Regions from separate parts of the Mus musculus genome. Here region 1 is linked to region 2. The links are chromatin contacts, called in public Hi-C maps. All regions are on one chromosome and are shown on one strand. Each heading gives the region's core, a stretch centred on a gene start, on an enhancer-like site or on the middle of the called end of the contact. The rest is flanking DNA. Distances are from core to core; before and after follow the strand shown.

Region 1 (6,012 bases), core at 1,924-4,423, 160 kb before region 2:
ATTCTATGAATGTCGTTTAGTTTTCAGTCCAGAACGTCACTTAGGCATGAGAAGAATGTGTTTTGTTGATGAAAAACTTATCTGTATGTAATACTCATATGGACTTCATTGCTATTAAACTAAGATGCTTTTATTTAGCCAACAATCTGGAATTAAAAAAAAAATCCCTTTGCACTAAACGCATCCCTGTATCTCATGTTAAGACCAACCCAAATATCTTAGAACAAGAGAGAAGCATTCAATCAGTGCTTTGGCAACCTCTGACATGTTGTTTTCTTAAAATAAGCATGTTTTCCTTTGCTTTCTTATGCCTACCTTTCATGTATTTTTATTTGAACAAGTACTTTTCCATTTGAACAGACAGCAGAGGCACAAGCTGTGATAAACTTTATACCTCTCTTATATCTTCCAGTGATCACAAGATGAGGACCAGATTTCAGGGAGGGGGGAGTGGGCATTGTGGATTTGGTCATCTGAAGATCAAAGTTTAGATCCACATTTGCTTCTTCCTTGATTCACACTGGGCAAGCTATTAGATGTCTTTGGCCTCAGTTTTCAGTCTTTAAGGTAAAGACAGTTTGGATCTTAGGTTATCCTGAGGAAGGTGGAAACAACCAGCATCCGCGGAAAGACCATCACTACCAGAATACTTAGATAAAGCATCTCAGAGTCCATGACATGGGGAGAATTTCACAAGAGTCTCAGGAAGAGGAACTCTCAGAGAGAGTTATTAAAATGCAATAATGTCCAAGTGTATTTCTAATTAAAAAAAATCCTAAGAGGGTATCAATGGTTAAAAGTATTTAGATCAAAAATGAAAAACAGTAATGTATACTCTATTAATTTTAATAATATAAGGTTCTTTGTTTTAAATCACATACATAATAAGAAATTAATTTGAAAACTGAAATTAAATGGAATAGGAAATGTGGAAATATTAGCATATGTGCGGAACAATGAGACTAATAGAGGTCACTATATTTCAGCATTTAATTTTTTTCTAATATAGCAATCATGCTAAAATTTTAATAATAAAAGAATGTAATTTCTATTATAAAATACCGCAATAGAAAAATTCTGTAAGAAATCTTTTTTTTTCTGTAAAAAGTTATAAAGGGGGTTTCCTCTTTATTTGGAAGATCATAATCAAGAGATAAGGCTATTTTTCTCAAGCTACAGAATACCTATTCCCAGGAGAATGATAACAAGTCAACATATACATAAGTCACTGATGACTTAGAAGACTGAGTTAACAATTTCTCGAAATTTTTACATATGTTTACATGTTTATATTGATGCCAACATATCTTATGAAATATCAAATGTGTATTTACTCTTATAGTAAACCATGTTAGGAAATATTCTATTCTGATAAGCCTAGACCTGGAATTACAGGAGCAAAGTTGTATTTCTCTGCCAATAAGTTCCTGTAGAGTGTTTTCTGTTCTGACTAATGACAATATTTTCAATAACATTAGAAGCAAAAGTACTGACTTTCCCATGCAACCATATATATCCTTCATTCATGACTGGAATAGAATACTAAAATAGGACTTAAAAATACAGATTTAGAAAGCCAAGTTGTTGGCTGTTACATTACCCTAAAACAAAAATTCATTCTCAAATATGGACCTCGGAACACCTGCCTTGGTAAGTCCTGAGAATGCTTATTAGAATAAAGACACTTGCTTACAATTCAAAGAGTGGTCACTTCTGAAATGGAATCTTCATGAGAACTCATTAAAGAATTGTTACATGGACATGTTACCATAGTGAATGTAGCCAATAATTTAGGATGGTTGAGGAGTCTGTATTCCTACACAGCATCTTTATAAAGAGCTATTTTATTCTTTAAGAATTTCACACAATGTGTTTGGGCCATATTCCCCTGCAGTGCTTCCATACATGCCACTTTTAATGGAAGCCCAGTTATGGCTAAACTACTAAGTAAGTTTAGATCCAATTGATGTTCGCAGTATGTTTGGAATATAGAAGAGCCTGGTGGAGGTACTGTCCTAACAGGACTGTTGAGCATTCTACTTAGAATCCTGGTCATCTGGAAAATGTGAGACATTCTGGGTTGCTAGAATCACTATAAAGAGGGTCAAATATGCTTCCAAAACACTTCTTATGTCTGCTTAAATATGTGAATCGCTTTTTGACTGGACACAAAACATTGTCCTGTTCACTCATGAGAAATCAAAATTCCCAGGCTTTAAGGGATGGCATATTGTATGACCTTTTCATATTAAACCAGCTTCCATCATACAAAGCCTTCCAGGATTGTCAACTCATTCACCAGTAGGATTTCAAATGGGAAGATAAAATGCAGATGTAATTTAAAATTATGTTTTACTTAAGCATAAAGGCCCAGAGAATGTCTCTCTTAGATAGCATCTTAGGCGACAAGCTTCTGCACCTCCTGGTCACACACACACACACACACACACACACACACACACACACACACACACACAATCAGCATCAAGTTCAGCCTCAAACTACTGAAGAGGAATCTACATTCAGTGTAACAAAACCCCCAGGTGATTCGTATGCATGGTAACACCTTACAAGCAATGCTGTAAAATACATTTTGAAAACCAGAGCCAAGAACAGTGACAGGAATAATTTTAACCTGGAAAATTTCAAGTATCAGTCTTACAGTTCAATCACCTTGACCCATGAAAGACTTCAGTGGTTCTTCCCTCCGCCCCCAAGAACATCTGCTCTGGGTCAGGATATTTTTTTTCCCCAAGAAAACCTCATATCTGAAGACGGTATGTAAAACAGTACATTTTTGAATCGAGAAGAAGCAGAGATCAGTGTTGCAGTTTGTAGCTTTCTTGGCCCATGAACAAATTTTATTTATACTAAAACTGTCCCACAGAATCAGAACTTTGTCTGCCATTTTAATCGACTCCCCCACAGAGGACTAGCCTATTTCCCAGCTCCACCAGGGAATGCATCATCTCATTTTAGCTGACAAAGAATCAGAGACTTCCCAAATTACTATTCCCAAGCCACTCAGAGACCCAAGCACAGATTCTGAATCAGGTGCGTGTGAACCACGAGCAGGGCTTGTGTTGTGAAGGAAAAGATGAATCCCAAGCCTCTACAAGCAAAATCCTCAAGTTAATAAAAGCCATGCACAGCCTCAAGTCCATGTAAGGTAGGGATCAGCCCGCAGGAACAAGGTTCCCATCGGAACCTTCCCAGCACAGTCATGACTCATGCCCAGAGCCATCTTGTCCCTGCAAGAAAAGCATAAATCATCGCCCATTCTGAAAAATGATGCCAAAAGTGCATTTTATTCAAATGCATTCCTTAAAATAATTGCTGAGAAAAGAATACAAGTGTATTCGACCAACAGCCGACTCTTCAGCCTGTGCATCTGGAGGGAAAATATGTCATGCAGTAACTAAGTGGATTCTAGAGATGTTGGGAATTCCTCTGTGTACTAAAGTCCAGGATCTATGGAGCCTGCTTCATTCTTTTTAAGAAAAACAAAAAAAAACTTTTGCTCTTTCTGTTACATCCAGAAAGTAACTTTCTGAGTATTCTACTGTAAACCCTACTATATTTCCCTCATTTTTATTATTTATTTTCCTTTTAACCAACAGCTCTGAAAATTACATAAATAAGATTTCTATTTAAAAAAATCTTTTTTCTTTTCACTCTCCTAAATCTTCCATTAGCATGAACAGAGCTCCAGTATATTTCATAATTTCATAACGCTGCTCTCCTCCTGATACCCCTCGTTATCTAATCCTCTTTAAATGCACATTTATTGCCTCACATTACCTAAGCTTTTATATATTTCTTGTTACCCAGAAGCAGCCGCTGAGGCAAGGACACAAAGGTGGGTGACTGTTCTAAGGGATTCTGTAAAATGCTAAGGGACCTGTGCTAGGGACGAGCAGAAAGTTCGTGAGAAGTCTATTAGCAAACAAGTCCATCCCTCTGATGTAAGATCCTAAATTTTGTTCTGTCGGCTGAGAGCCAAGCATCTGGGATATTCAGTTGTCAAATCCCTGACAGCCATTATTTGAGGGCTAGTTCTGGGAATATTTTCTTAGTGCTTAGACTGAGTGTGGTAAAAACATTAAAAAAATAATCCCACAACAAAACAATAAAACTCTTTTGAGGTACAGTTACTCATAACGATCATTCTTAGGGATATGAACACAGCAGTCAAAGGGAAAAGAGCAAGAGATCCATAGCATCTTCTCCATCTCCGTTTCCGTTCACCAATCCAGCCCAAAAGGAGCTGCTACTGAGCAAGGATACAGCCAACACTTAGTCGTCTCTAGAAATTGCTGTATGGTTTTGTTCGAAGGCTATTAGCCATGACTTGCCTCCTACATGAACTCTTCTCTTTCAGGCTTTGATGACAATAAATCCTGCGGGCCTACTCCTTTTTCTGCTTGCCACTCCTTTTCATTGTGCTGGGGCATCTTCCTGCAGCCAACCTCGAAAGGTTAGAATCCTCCATTGTACAGAGTCGGTGCTAGATGATCTCATCTGTTGTTACAGCTCAAGTTACTTTCTAACCATATCAAACCATGTACAAACTTGTGTCTCCAAGGACCCAGGTCTCTTGACAAGAGAGGTAGATGGCTCATGTGACACAGGTTATCACATAATTGCTTCAAATTCACCTAGTGGAGGTAAATATGAATTTCTTCTCATAGAATTAAAAAATGGCTTAATGTTACCTATCTCTATGAATAACATCACATCCCATTCAGTTAGTCAGACTGAAAAACTGTAGTCAACCTTGACATAATCTCCTTATTTCCTGCCTCCATATTTTCCATCTTAATTGAACTTTATCAATTGTGTCCTATCAGTAGACCTTTCTTTAGTAGACCTTTCTTTAGTCCAAATTCCTTTCCATTGTCCATATTTTCCTATATGATTTGTTTAAATGCGTTTTCTCCATCATTCAGAACGAAATTGAGCTCTAAGGATATCACCTTCTGCAACATTTGTCCCTTCTTGGCTTCTGCCTCATCAACACTACTCTCTTACTCTCTTACTCTCTGCCTCACTTTCTCTACTCTGCCTGCACTTCCCTCTTCCTGGTTCTGGAAAGTATAGTCATCCTTGGGCCTGTGGATCTTAATATCTTCTATCTAGTTTACATCAATTACTTCTCTTAGCATAAGGCTCACTTCACTATCTTCTAACTCATCTTTTTGAAGGAAGTTTAATATAATTTTCTCAAGGAAGATCTCCCTGATTTCTTTTTTGACCCCTTAAACTAAAGAATACATTCTCCTTGATTCCTATTTAAGACATGAACGTATTCTCTTAGCTCCTACTGTAATTAATTGTTTGGGTAATTAGTTGCCTGCTTCCGTGTAAGCTCCCTGAGAACAGGCAGTATGTCAATTTAATTCCCTTCTAAATACTCAGCAATTCCTGGCACCTGGTAAGATTCCTTCCTGTATTGTGCAAATGCAACAATTCCCAACATGCAAGATTACAATAGTTACTCAATGGTTTTTTTTTTCTAAGCTCATTCACAATTCCAAAAATCTAATTTTGCTTAGATTAGGTTATATGTCTTCTTCCTTTTATATTCTACTATGTTTCTAGAACATAGGAAGTGTAGAGCATCATCCTAATAAGAATAGAATCTGTAGTAATTTGTTAGTTTGATTCAACAAAAGCCAACAGATTTGAGTCGCTTAAGCAACAGAAATTGTCTCATAATTTAGGGACCATGAGTCTGAAATCAAGGTACTTGTAAGACTCATTCCTTCTAAGAGACAGAAAAGAAAGATATGCTACTCTGTGAGGAGTACTCTTAGAGGCTTGCCTTCTTTATTTTCACATGACATTCTCCTTAAATATGTCTCTATGTTTGAAACTTTCTTTTTATGAGATCAGTCATATTGGATTGGGTCCTGTATTAAGGATCTTCTCTCATTAAACATATCTATAATGACCTAATTGGAAAGTAAGTTACTGAGGGTAAAGTATTTTGACATAGGAATTTGGGGAACA
Region 2 (6,040 bases), core at 3,434-5,933:
ACCAAGTTTGGGGTGTTTGTTTATTTGTTTGTTTGTTTGTTTGTTTTTAGCATTATCACAAATCATGATGCATCAGTAAGTAAAATGTCCATGGGTAAAGCTTGATATTGGATACTTGTTTCTGGTTCCTACTTGACTGTACTAGTCTATCACTCAGAATTTTTGTGAGGTAGCTATTATCCTTTCAGTTTAAGGATACAGAATCTGAAATAGAATAGTTAGGCTTGGATAGAGTGTCAAGGTATTTGGGTGATAGGACCAATCTTTGGAACAAGGAGCTAATGTACAGGTAGAGACTAGACCTGACAAAGGCAAAAGTGTTCACATTTCCTTTCTGTCATGGTTTCAGAACTGTGAGATGGTATAAAGCTTCAGTAACCATCTCTCTTGTTCTGAGAAATAAACCTGAATTTGTTTGCCTAGAGTTATCTGATCATTGCTACAGGCACTTTCCAGTTAAGTAGAGAAAAGAAAGTCAATTAGAATTTCACTATGTAGCTCAGGTTGGCTTTGAACTGACTATGTTTCCCAGATGGCCTTGGACTTGTGTCAATTCTCCTGTCTCAACCACCTAATTTCTAGGATCATAGACAAGCAATCATATTTGGCTCCCTGGTAGATGACCTTGCTAAGACTCCTCAGACTTCAGGAAGGTAATTACCAAGTAGAAAATCCACTAGATCAAGAGTTCTATACCCCATTACCAAGAGATCTGACTCTCTAGGACAGTGGTTCTCTATCTTCTCAATGCTGTGACCATTTAATACAGTTCTCATGTTGTGGTGACCCCCAACTACAAAATTATTTTTCTTGCTACTTTATAGCTATAACTTTACTACTGTGATGAATCATAATGTAAACCTCTGTGTTTTCTAATGGCCTTAGGTGACCCCTGTGAAAGAGTCATTCAAACTCCAAACTCCAAATAGGTCATGACCTGCAGGTTAAGAACCACTTCTCTAAGGAGGAGGAGGTGAGACCTCGGACAGTATCTCTAAGATGGACACCATCATTCTTACTCCACCATTGTATCAGAATTACCTTATGTCCAGGTAAACAATGTGAGCAAGATTGACTGGCCACCTCAGGCTAGGCCCACATGATAGCTTGAGTTCCACTGTGCCTGTAGCCCTCCTCCAAACTCAGTTTTGACTTTCTTTGTTTAACTCTAAGTTACCTGGCCCAGGATGCAAATTTCATCCTGTGAAGTGCAAGTTTGTTGTATTTTGGGTTGCTTTGAGCCCAAGGCATAGGAGGGAGAGACAGAGACAGAGACAGAGACAGAGAGACAGAGAGAGACAGAGAGAGAGAGACAGAGAGACAGGCAGAGAGATAGACAGGGACACAGAGACAGAAAGAGTCAGAGAGAGACACAGAGAGACAGAGAGAGACAAAGAGAGAACAGGTCCAGAATGATTAACTTGATTCTTTGATTTTCTCCTCTACTTCTGTGTATTTTAAGCTGAGAAAAATTACACTGTGCTATATTCCAGGTGAAGAATAAATATTCCAAGAAGGGCCCCAGTTTTGCTATCCTGTGTTCCCTAAAACAATTCTTAGCTTCTTTGTTGTTGTCATTGTTGTTGTTGTTGTTGTTTTGTTTTGTTTTGTTTTTCAAACCTTTCCAGAGAGCACATGTCAGTTCCTCACCAATTGACCAGCTTCAACTCAATAAAAGTCTCTTCCCAAGTGTTTTTAGGTATTGTTATTATATTTTAGGATTATTGATAGGTATGAATATTTATATTCTTTTTTATTAGATATTTTCTTTACTTACATTTCAAATGTTATCCCAAAAGTTCCCTGTACTCTCCCCCTGCCCTGCTCCCCTACCCACCCACTCCCACTTCTTGGTCCTGGTATTCCCCTGTACTGGGGCATATAAAGTTTGCAAGACCAAGAGGCCTCTCTTCACAATGATGACCAACTGGGCCATCTTCTGCTACATATGCAGCTAGAGACACGAGCTCTGGGGGTACTGGTTTGTTCATATTGCTGTTCCTCCTATAGGGTTGCAGACCCTTTCAGCTCCTTGGGTACTTTCTCTAGCTCCTCCACTGGGGGCCCTGTGTTCCATCCAATAGATGACTGTGAGCATCCACTTCTGTATTTGCCAGGCCCTGGCATAGCCTCACACGAGACAGCTATATCAGGTAATATTCATATTCTTTATGTTAATTGACCAATTATATTATAATCTGGAAAGCATCAGGCTATAAAAACCACTCTCCAGTCACCCACTACTACCCCACAATTGATTAAAAGCCCTTGGGTAAATATCAGAAAAATCTCTAGGCCCTCATTCTCAATCTCAACTGGGGTGTCACTCAAAGCTACTTACGTTATTCCCACTTTAGCTGTAACATGGTGGTGTGTTTTAATGATCCCCAACATCCCATCAACTCCAAGATTCTAAAAAAAAAAAATCTATGGACCTGTATAGAAGAACCAAGAAAACATCTCCTTTCCAATTAATTCCTTGAACAAGTGGTGTTTTCGATCTATCGGAGTGGACTCTACTAACATGTGAAATGTATGTGACAGAGTGATCTTGGGCAGATAAAAGACAAACAAGGGAACTGAGAACAGGATGTTTAAAACCAATGCACCATCAAAGGTGAAAATACTTGGGTTTCTTTTCTCCTTTGAAGTCCAGAGAGGAAAAGGTAATAAAATCCACTATGGGGTTATCCAAAGTAATACCAACTGAAAACCACTCAGTCCCTTTTCATATTCCATTGCTACAGTACCAAAAGAGAGTAATCTGCTTCTTCCCAGGGGCTCATGGGTAGGGAGTATCCATCAAATCAGAAAGATACACCCACTTTTCAAACTCAATTTGGCTAAAATGACTTTTTTATGAGAGCTCATGAGAAAACGGTTGACTTTCAGCCTCTCTGTTATCAGAGTTGTTTGACATTAAATCACATGAACTTGGACTATAAATCTTGACTTTAGCCTCCAATGTAAGGCATTTGATGTGTCTGGGAACCTGCCGTAAGAAAGAAATTAACTGTAAAACAACGTAAAATGCCTGAGTTCCCATGGGAAGGCTTGGCTGGACTGCTAATAGATCATCTGTTCCTTTGGAAGACACTTGTTCCTTTGGTCAAACAGCAACTAATATTTTCACTTTTCACTGCCTTGAACAGGAAATATGCTACTAAGGACTGAGAGACAAGGCAAGGCATCATATCAATTACACGGTCAGTAAACATCTCCTCACCCGTGTTTCCTAAGGGTCTGAATGTTTCCTGGTTGAAGATCAGTGGTGCTGCTGGCCTCTGTTAACTTGTTTTACTCTTGCGTAAATGTCTAGGAAGATTAAGTGTCTTTTCAAAGAGCCCCAGATTGAGGAGAAGATGTACATCTCCTCCACCTTAACACTGAGGGAAACTCTGGCTTTGTAGCCCTGGCAATGGATGCAACAGCCTCTGGTTCCCATAAGAAAAACATCTCGGTACCAACAGGGAGCTTCATAATAAAGATATTAGATGCTCTTGAGCTATTCTCCTGCCTCTCCTGCCTCTTTAAGGATCAATATTGAGGGTCAGATTCATTCTAAAGAAGAGGAAAAGCTGGTATCTTAGGAGAAAGAGATGCATGATAATCAGAATAAAGCACCTGCCTTATAAACTGTTCCACTTAAAAATCTCTTCTCTGAGGTAACTGTCAAGGACAGACAAAGACCATGCCCTCCTGGAGCTGCTCTGTAAGCTGTGCTGTCAATGTGTTATGTTCTTTAGGCATCCACCGAGGACATGTTAGAACTGTAGAATCTCAGACCACACTCAACATCTGCTGAATCAGAAGTCCTCAATGGGTCAGCAGCCTGGGTTGCTAAAGATTCTGCCAGCGATCCTGATAACCTAATGAGAATTTCTGCCATACTGAATAGCTCATGTGACTGTTGAATATGTGCCATCCGTGCCCACATCCTGAAATACCAAGTCCTCATCCACGAACAACGGCCCCCAGACCTAAGCCTCTCCTGTAGGCTTCTATAACATACTACCTTTACCATCCTATATCATCCTGACCTTGCAGACTTCTGCTGAAACACGATCATACCTGTGCCTTCACTTGCTCAGTTTGCAGTCCAAAATGTCAGCCCTTTTGTAAAGCATTTCTCCACCACAGATATTAAGTTCCTGCCAGCAACCACTGCCTAGATTACTGCTGTAGCAACTTTCCAAAACCGAACACAACTTTTTCCGTGAGTTGAGGGTGAGTCCAGGGTCATAGTGTCTAAGTAGAATATAAAGTTTCATGAGTACAAGCACCAGATAATTCATGCACCCGCTTTCCATGTGTATCTGTCCTTTTTCTAAAGCATCCATGTTCTCTTCTTCCAGCTCTTCTCAGAACCTAGTCTTATTCTTACTAAATAAATCAATTTTCAATCAATGCAAACTGAGAGAAGGCAACATAGCCGCTTATTTTGTTGGCCTTTAACAAAATACCCTTGGAGGATGAAATTTGTGTTTTTATCATGGGTTAAATTTATCCAAGATCTTTAGAACCACTTTCTTCCAGCAGAAATGAAGACAAGTGCAGATGACAGTGCATTTAAGAAGGGGTAGACAATGCCAGAGTTTTCTCCATTACTCTGTCATCAGAAATAATCAGCTCTAGGCTGGGCTCTAAGCTTTAGCCCCAGTGGCTGGGGATGAGTTCATGGGGCTGGAATTCAAAACACTAACCAGCTGTGGGAACGCAGTGCAAAGCTTGTCGCACTGAACCCTGTCCAGATTACAGCTGTGAGAATTTGGGAAAACCCTTCTTGCTAAGTACGTTGTCTACTTCATCATTTTTCTCTCTTAAGTTTCTAACCTGTGATCGAGCCCTGAAGTTAGAGCTACACATATTAACAATGAAGAAAAGGCAATTGTAACAATATTCCTGGACACAATCAGGGAGATTTCAAGGCTAACAATATTAATGACCTTGTCATTCTAATTTTAGATGTGATAATAGCATTATATTAGAGATGTGTATTGAGGAATATAAGGGTGGAAAGAAATAATGTCAGGAATATGCCTTTAAATTGTTAAGGAAAAAAGAGAAAAAAAGAAATTAAACAGGATCATAAGATCATAAGTCCTCAGCAATTGTTAAGTCTGGAGTAGATTATAAGGAATTAATCACATTCTCTCTCTCTCCAACCCCCTCTCTCTCCTTATAAAATTCTGTTTGAAAATAAACATAAAATTGATTATTACAAAATGGAAAAGACAGACACAAATAATTCTAGACAAAAGATACTAGACCAAAGATACTAGACCAAAGAAACTGTGTCTTAAATAACACAAAGAAAAAAGCCTTTTAGCTAAGAATTCTTTTTTCTAAGAATGACCATGAAAAAAAAATTAGTCTGCATATTTGATAGACGAGAGACTTATGTTCTCTGGTTCTGAATTCGTACCTACATCCTGCTGCAATTAATGCACTGACTGAAACAGGCAAAGGAGATGAGTAATGGACCAGATACTTTGAACGGCACACTGCTTCATTTGGTGCTTAAGTGTTAACTATTGATGAGAACAGTGAACACAGAGGGGATTCACAGGCTGGAGATTTGAGCATCCTTATATTCTACGACTTGGGAACTTTTTCTTTAAAAACCAAGAGTACCTGTGTGATGTTCAGCTAGCATTTCTACGCTGTAAGTTGTTCACCATACAGTCACAAGCCTGGACAATGTTAGAGCAAAGGTTCTCTTCTGATCTGAATGGACAAGTTGCAGATGACATTAGCAAGTCTACTTTAGTTACATGGAAAATTGAAAGCAGAATTAATTCTAGACATGAATTGGCAGATCAAGAGACAGGGAATTTATTAAGCCTTCATTTGATTCTCACACAGGAAACCCAAGTGTAGGAAGCTTTGTTCTTATGAAAGACTAATTGGCCAGTGAGGCAGCATAGAAAACAAGTCGTTTCCTAAAGGGAACTCAGTCACAGCATAATTCAGTTAAAAAAAATCCTCAATTCAAATATTTAGTGCATTCCTTTTCCAAATCCTGAGACCATAAGTGACT

The links. A called contact is a pair of places that touch in the nucleus more often than the background predicts.
Region 1: a contact with region 2 is called in a Hi-C map of ventricular fibroblasts, with 4 times the contacts expected there. The contact joins two enhancer-like sites. A contact is called at or near these places in 2 of 484 Hi-C or Micro-C datasets (adipose-derived mesenchymal stem cells and ventricular fibroblasts).

Annotation. Positions count from the first base shown.
Region 1 is chr2:137,595,537-137,601,548 of GRCm38.p6, reverse strand. No RefSeq gene overlaps it. Among named protein-coding and RNA genes, the nearest start is that of Gm14064, 65 kb to the left of the region's middle. Within about 2 kb of position 3,173, at least 26 of the 459 cell types and tissues checked have an H3K27ac peak or open chromatin away from gene starts, as enhancers often do. A contact at or near this core is called in adipose-derived mesenchymal stem cells, where this site is marked.
Region 2 is chr2:137,435,009-137,441,048 of GRCm38.p6, reverse strand. No RefSeq gene overlaps it. Among named protein-coding and RNA genes, the nearest start is that of Gm14055, 150 kb to the right of the region's middle. Within about 2 kb of position 4,683, at least 23 of the 459 cell types and tissues checked have an H3K27ac peak or open chromatin away from gene starts, as enhancers often do. A contact at or near this core is called in adipose-derived mesenchymal stem cells, where this site is marked.